Regions from separate parts of the Mus musculus genome. Here region 2 is linked to region 1. The links are chromatin contacts, called in public Micro-C maps. All regions are on one chromosome and are shown on one strand. Each heading gives the region's core, a stretch centred on a gene start, on an enhancer-like site or on the middle of the called end of the contact. The rest is flanking DNA. Distances are from core to core; before and after follow the strand shown.

Region 1 (3,116 bases), core at 359-2,858:
TTTTAAGTAGCAGGTTCCAGGTCCCTCTTTTCAATTACAGACTTCATTAACCCCACCACCCAAAAGCACGCTCAGCCATGCTGGCTGCTGTTCTAACAGAGAGCACTGAGAAGTGGCCACACTAATAACGCAGCCGGCAAGAACTAAAGGATGCAGGGCATCTTCCCCAGTCCCTGCTGGGGACCCTGCCACTCCGCCCACTCTCAAGCCTTAATGACAGCCCCACCGTCCCCACTGTGAGCCCTGCTCTGATTCACAAGCCCACAAGTTAGAACTAGGTCATCCCCCCTCTTAAGTGCTGGGTAACGGGGAAGCCCAGAGATCCCACATGGGTCACAGGCAAGGGAAGTGTGAAAATGAGAAGAAAAATGCTTTTCCCATGCCCTGTCTCCCACAGACATTACTAACAGCTTCCAACTTCTAGAGGGCAGTGTTAGCCTGAAACTATCAACATATGTGGGTTTCTGAAAATCCAGACTATACCTCAAAGGTGGCTGCTATAACCAAGCACTGAAGCATGCTGTGTTAGCACACACCTGTGCCCTGCAAACGTCCAAACCCCCAGCAGCTTGGATCAGAGGTGCCACAGTCTGTCCTTCACTGTCTTCTAGGTTTCCCAAGCTCTACTGTTTAAAAAGAACAAAACGTAACCAATTCTCCACAGTAAGGAAATAATTAACTTCTTCTGGGAAAGCCAAGTTGCTTCCTTGACTCTGACAGAGGAGTTCATTAAGCCATCTCCTCTTCTTGGCAAGCAATAGGATCCTTCCTGCAAGCTGGGAAGGAGGCTGTCCCCACTTCTGCTGGACCCTATGTGGGGATCAATTCAGACTGTCACAGCCTGGTTTCCGCCTTGTGAACAAATCCGTGTCCCACATGGGAAGAAACAGCTGCTTCCAAAGGTGTGGTGGTTTTTCATTTTCCCTTTTGGAAACTGTGAGGTGTACATAGCTATTTGTCTACATGGCTTTTGGTCTCCCAAGGGAAAACCCAAGCCTATCTTCACCTTGATACTTGTGGTGTTATTGTAGCACACTCACCAGGCCCTTGAGTGTGGTGAACGGTTTTGAATGCCTAAGCATCCTTTACTAAGACACTGCCTAGGCAGATTTTAAAACTGTACCCACTATTTGACCCCAAGACCCTCCGTGTCATTCACCATCACCGCACATCCACAGACCTCTAAGGAGCATAGAAACAGACGGTGCCAACTTTAAAATTCATTGTCCCACTCTAAACAGTTAACAACCAAAAATAACTTCCCATGTTGAAGAACACAGCAGAGGGAACTCACTACACAAATAGTTACCAACGTTCTGTGTAGGTGAACCAGGCGGCGAGGTGTTCCCGCTTGGAGAGAGGTAGAGGTAGTTCTTGTTCACTCCAGAATCAAAATCAAAGGGGGATTGGTAATCATCAGCCAACTCCATATCTCTGCACTCCATGCTAGCTGAAGGCAGCGAGCAAGGCGAGCATGGCGCTGCGGCAGCCTGGGAGCCCCGGGCTGAGGGAGATCCGGCTGACCTGTGCAGCCCAGGTGAGAAGAGGAACCGGGCTTAAAGCCCCGCCCAGCTCCGGCCCAGAGGAACCGGGCTTAAAGCCCCGCCCAGCTCCGGCCCAGAGGAACCGGGCTTAAAGCCCCGCCCAGCTCCGGCCCCGGCGTGGCTCCGGCTCCCACGAGCAGGTCTGTAGTGACTCCTCCCTTAGGAGGGCCCTAGTCACCACCTGTCGCTAATTCACTGAACAAAGAATAACCGGGGCAGAGGGAGTGGCCTTCCCTCTGTACACAAAGGAGGCCCCCCACTCTGGAGCCCCATTCAGTTGTACAAACACTAGACACTAGCAGGAATATTGTTTAAAATACAACTTTTTTAGACCGGTCATCTGACCACATCGTCGGCGGGGCAGACTTAATCTTCTAGGACAAGAGAGGATTATCTGTCAGTAATCTCCCCGAAAATGCCATCTGGGTGATACTTTTCTTGCACCCTATATTATACAGGATTCTGAGAGCTTGGCATCCCGTGTTTAGCAAGCAGCCTTTTAAGCAGAACCTAATACAAAAATAAAGCTAGACCCATCATCCTTTTTTTTTTTTCTAAAGCAGAATCTGAATAACTGTCAAACAATTTTAAACTGACTCTTTGGAAGAATGAGGTTTTCATAGGAAGTAGCTGGAAGGTGCAGGCAGCTCCCACCGCTTCCGGGGTGGGGGGTGGGGGGGCTGAAACTCCCACAGCTGGGGGCAGGGGGTGTTTCAGCTCCTTTGTTTAAGCAAAGTCAGGCATGCCCTCAGGGCTCTACAAAGAACTTGTTTCTTTGGCACACCCTCCAGGCAGAAAGGGAGCTGGCTGGTAAAACTTTACAATCACCAAGTCCACTTCCTCCATCCCAGGCCTCCAGAGACCCTGCTCATGCTCTCTCCATGGCTATTGCTGTGACCCAACAGCGCTTGCAGGCCCTTGGTGGAACTAAGTTAAAAGGAGGAAATAGGTCAAGCCAGGCATGGTGGCTCATGCCATAATCACATTACTCAGAAACCTGAGACAGGGGGATTGCCATGAAGCTAGCTGGGACTTCAATGAGAGACCCCATCTCAAAAACACAAAAACAATACATAATCTCTGGAATCTATTTATAGTCTCTGAAATGTAAGGCCTGAGCTTTCTATTGTGTTGTTTGTGTGGGCTCGAGTTCATGTCAGTAGGAGTCAGAACAGGTTGACAGAATCCCCTAGGACCAACACGCAGTTATGACGCACTATATGAAGTCAGGGAACTGAACCTGGGTCCTCTGTAAGAGCAGTAAACAATCTTAACCCAGGGCCATCTCTCCAGCCCCCAAAAGCAAACCATTTTAATGATGAGCAGAAATTCCAGTGTATGACTAGTCTTCAAAATCTCTAAGATGATCCATATTCATCTCAATTTATGACTGATTCTCGTTTCTGTTCTTTTTAGGTAGTCGTGTGTACTCTAGGGAATGCCTTTGTCTAATTTAAACTTTTTGAGAATTTATTTTTAACAAAAATATTTATAGTTTCCTCCTTAAAGACAACAAGATTTTGGCAGTTACGAATGCTTGCTGTTTAATTGAAACCATGAATTGTCACAAAG
Region 2 (3,127 bases), core at 135-2,634, 140 kb after region 1:
ATGCCGCTGCCCATGGTCTTCCCAGCAGTTATCACCCGAAATTATTTTTCACTCTTTTATTTGTGTGTGTGTGTGCGCATGTGCGTGCATGTGCTCGTGCCCACCCATGCTATCCTGTGCGTGTGTGGGGTCCTGTGTGTGTGCACTCACACTACTGCCTGTGTATAGAGGTCAGAAAATTACTTTCAGGGGTCAGTTCTTGCCCTGTTTCAAGGCAGTCTCTCTTGCTGTACTATGTTTTTTAGGCATTCCAGACGATTCTCCTGTCTTGAGTCCCATCTTGCCCATAGGAGTCCTGGAATTAGAGGTGCAGGCTACTGCACCCAGCTTTTATATGGGTTCTAGAGATCAAAATCACGGTGTCAGCTGGTGAGGCCATCTCTAGCCTTCACGTGAAGTTATTTTAGTAACATGGTTATAAGGCTTTTTTTTTCCTGACTTGCCTCCCCTGATCAGGGACAAACCTCAAGAGGTTGAGACTTTGCCATTTCCCAAGGCCTATGCCATGGCCAAGGTCAAACAAGAACATTTTTGTTTGTTCGTCTTTTGAGATAAGATCTTGTGATGGAGCCTATGCTGGTCTTGAACCCTAGATAATTTGAGTTCCTCTGCCTCCCAAATGCTGGGATTACAGGTGTATACCACCATACCTGGAAAAGAACACTGCTTAATGAACCAGTGAGTGAATAAATGCAGGAAAGAAGAAAGGTCTCAAGAGACGGCTTTGTCTTGAGCCATGGAGCAAAGAAAGAGAACCAGGCCCTCATGGTTGGGGGCATTAGAAGCCCCTCAGACACAGCTCTCCTCGCTCTCCCCTGCAACTGTTGCGTGTTGAACTCTCTGTGAAGATGAAGAAGAGGAGGAGGATAATGGCGGTTTGTCTTGCTGGTGGAGCTGGACCTAGGGTTTTACTGTGTTGGGCAAGCATTCCACACTGAATTACTTTACTGCTCCAGCTCGTTCCCCAAGACTCTTATATTTGCACGTGGCTCTCTTTCTGAAGGGCTTCCTGCTCTTTGAGAACAAAGCCTGGTCTGATTTGACTAAAAGTGTACCGCGCAAGCATGTCATAGGTCGTAGATGCTAGGCAATCAATAAAAATGTTCATCAGGCCCAAATATAACCAAGCAATTAATGTTATATATAATGAATCACTGATCAGACATAACGTGTTACACTTTTTTAGTTAATACTAATACAGTCATTCTTTAATGCTTCTCTTTAGAAAACACTGGACTTTTTGATCATGGATGTTAGCGTCAGTTTTATTTGGGGTGTCTTTAAAGTCAGATGTGAAAATATGCAGGGTGTACCTTGGTGCCTGTGGGACAGAGTGGAGCTCTGTCAGGGTAGGGTGCAAAGTCAGAATTGTTTAAACTTCCTTATTGCAAGGGAATGGGGCTGAGCAGAAGCCCAGGGGAGGGCCTGCTGGAATTCCCTGCAGGGAGGGAAGTCACCCCACCCTGCTCTTGCCTTTGAGCTCAGAGGTTCTGGGAACCAGCCCAGCGGGGACTCGCCAGGGTGCAATGGGTGGGGGTGGGAGGGGTGGGGACTGGGTGGAGGGGGGAGTGTTGGGGAATCTGCAAACAGGCTCTAAGGAACCTTTCCATAGATAATGCAGGTGGGGAGAGGGAGAGACCTGTCCCCAGGGAGAACAGAGGGAGGCTATGTAAAATCCACACTCAGGTGACCCCTGAGAATTCCAGGCTTTTCCTAGCCACACCTGTAGGCCAATTGTTCTGCAATCTTCAGGGTGGTTTAGCTGGTAAATTTATCTAAATCCAATCTTGGGGGAATGAGGTGTGGAGAAGGGGTTTCTTCCTGGGGGTAGGGGTGGGGTGGGAGGCAACTGACATAGCTCATGTGACTTGCTCTATTGCCAACATTCAAAATTCTTCAGAAACAGACTACTTTAAAAAAAAATAAGTGTGACCTTCCTTTTTAAAAGTCCTCTTCCCTATGTCTGTCTCTTTTAAATCCTGCATATGGAGGTGGGGAAAAACTCTTGCCTAGCACGAGAAGCCAGAGGTTCCATCCCCTGCACCGTAAATAATATATAAAAGAACACCTTGTATGTGGGGCTCAAACTGGCTTCCACTGGAACATCTCTCCACTATTTTAGTGGCACAGGACAAGAAGCCACAACTTGCTAAACCCCAGTGTGGAAAATGGCGGGAGGCAGAGCTCGTAATTTACACACTTGTGGGTGTGAGCTCAGGTGATCGATACAAGGAGGCTCTAGAACTCGTGCCTTATTCCTAGTGTGCATTAGATCGGCAGCACAGATGTCACAAGCTTTGGCTTTGATCCTTCTCTTACTGCAGACTGGACCCTGAGCTTGCATATGTTAGACAAGCCCTCCATCACTGACCTAGAGCCTTAACCATTCTATTCCGATCTGCTCAATTGTCCACACAGGCGTCTGTCAGCCTCAGGACAGCTGGGGTTACAGGTCTGCACCATCAGGCCCTTTCCTCTGTGTGCCTGGGATAGGTCCTAGAGTCTCAGGCCTGCTAAGTAATCTGTCTTCTACTCAGCTACAGCCCTCCCGGTATTGGTAAGTAGGAGTCACTTGTATTCCCTTCCATCCCACTGACACTCATGGGCTGGGATATAAAGCTCTGCCTACAGACCAAGTAGAGGTGGGTATGGTCAGGTCCACTGCAAGGAATGAACAAGGTATGTCCTGGGGCGAAGGCAAGGGGCTGAGAACATCTGCCTATTTTTATCTCTCTGAGGTTTGTTCTCCGTGTGCCAAATAAAAGGCCACCTTTTAATGTAGTCTATATTACATATTTGTCCCTGAACTCAGCATAGGCCTGCCATAGAGAAAGCTGAATACAAGCCTAGTAAGTACATAGATCCAACTCACGTTTCTTCCCTTTTGGTTTTAACTAAAATGAGTAAGTAAATAAATAGATAATTAGGTAAATAAAACAAAGGAGATCACAGATAGAAGGGCTTGTCCAGCAGTCTCCTCTGGTGACCATGAACCCTTCCATGTCTGTTAAGAACACATACAAATGTTTGGTATTTGCCGCATACAAGTGTTAACAGGCAAGTTGCTCCTAAGCAGACTAAAGGCTTCCTCGTGTTTGTGACGGCTGTGGAAAGAAGGGGATTTTCA

The links. A called contact is a pair of places that touch in the nucleus more often than the background predicts.
Region 2: a contact with region 1 is called in a Micro-C map of embryonic stem cells, with 2.1 times the contacts expected there. The contact joins the enhancer-like site here to the promoter of Tpd52 in region 1. A contact is called at or near these places in 2 of 484 Hi-C or Micro-C datasets (embryonic stem cells and nephron progenitors), 3 of 115 datasets of contacts at active chromatin or transcription factors (all in embryonic stem cells) and 2 of 9 other capture datasets (adipose tissue and embryonic stem cells).

The regions. Positions count from the first base shown.
Region 1 is chr3:8,962,538-8,965,653 of GRCm38.p6, forward strand. It overlaps Tpd52 (tumor protein D52), which reads right to left and starts at 1,609. Exons shown (of 6, transcript NM_001025262.2): 1 at 1,310-1,609. The coding sequence starts at 1,445.
Region 2 is chr3:9,099,992-9,103,118 of GRCm38.p6, forward strand. No RefSeq gene overlaps it. Among named protein-coding and RNA genes, the nearest start is that of 4930539M17Rik, 40 kb to the left of the region's middle. Within about 2 kb of position 1,385, at least 24 of the 459 cell types and tissues checked have an H3K27ac peak or open chromatin away from gene starts, as enhancers often do. A contact at or near this core is called in embryonic stem cells, where this site is marked.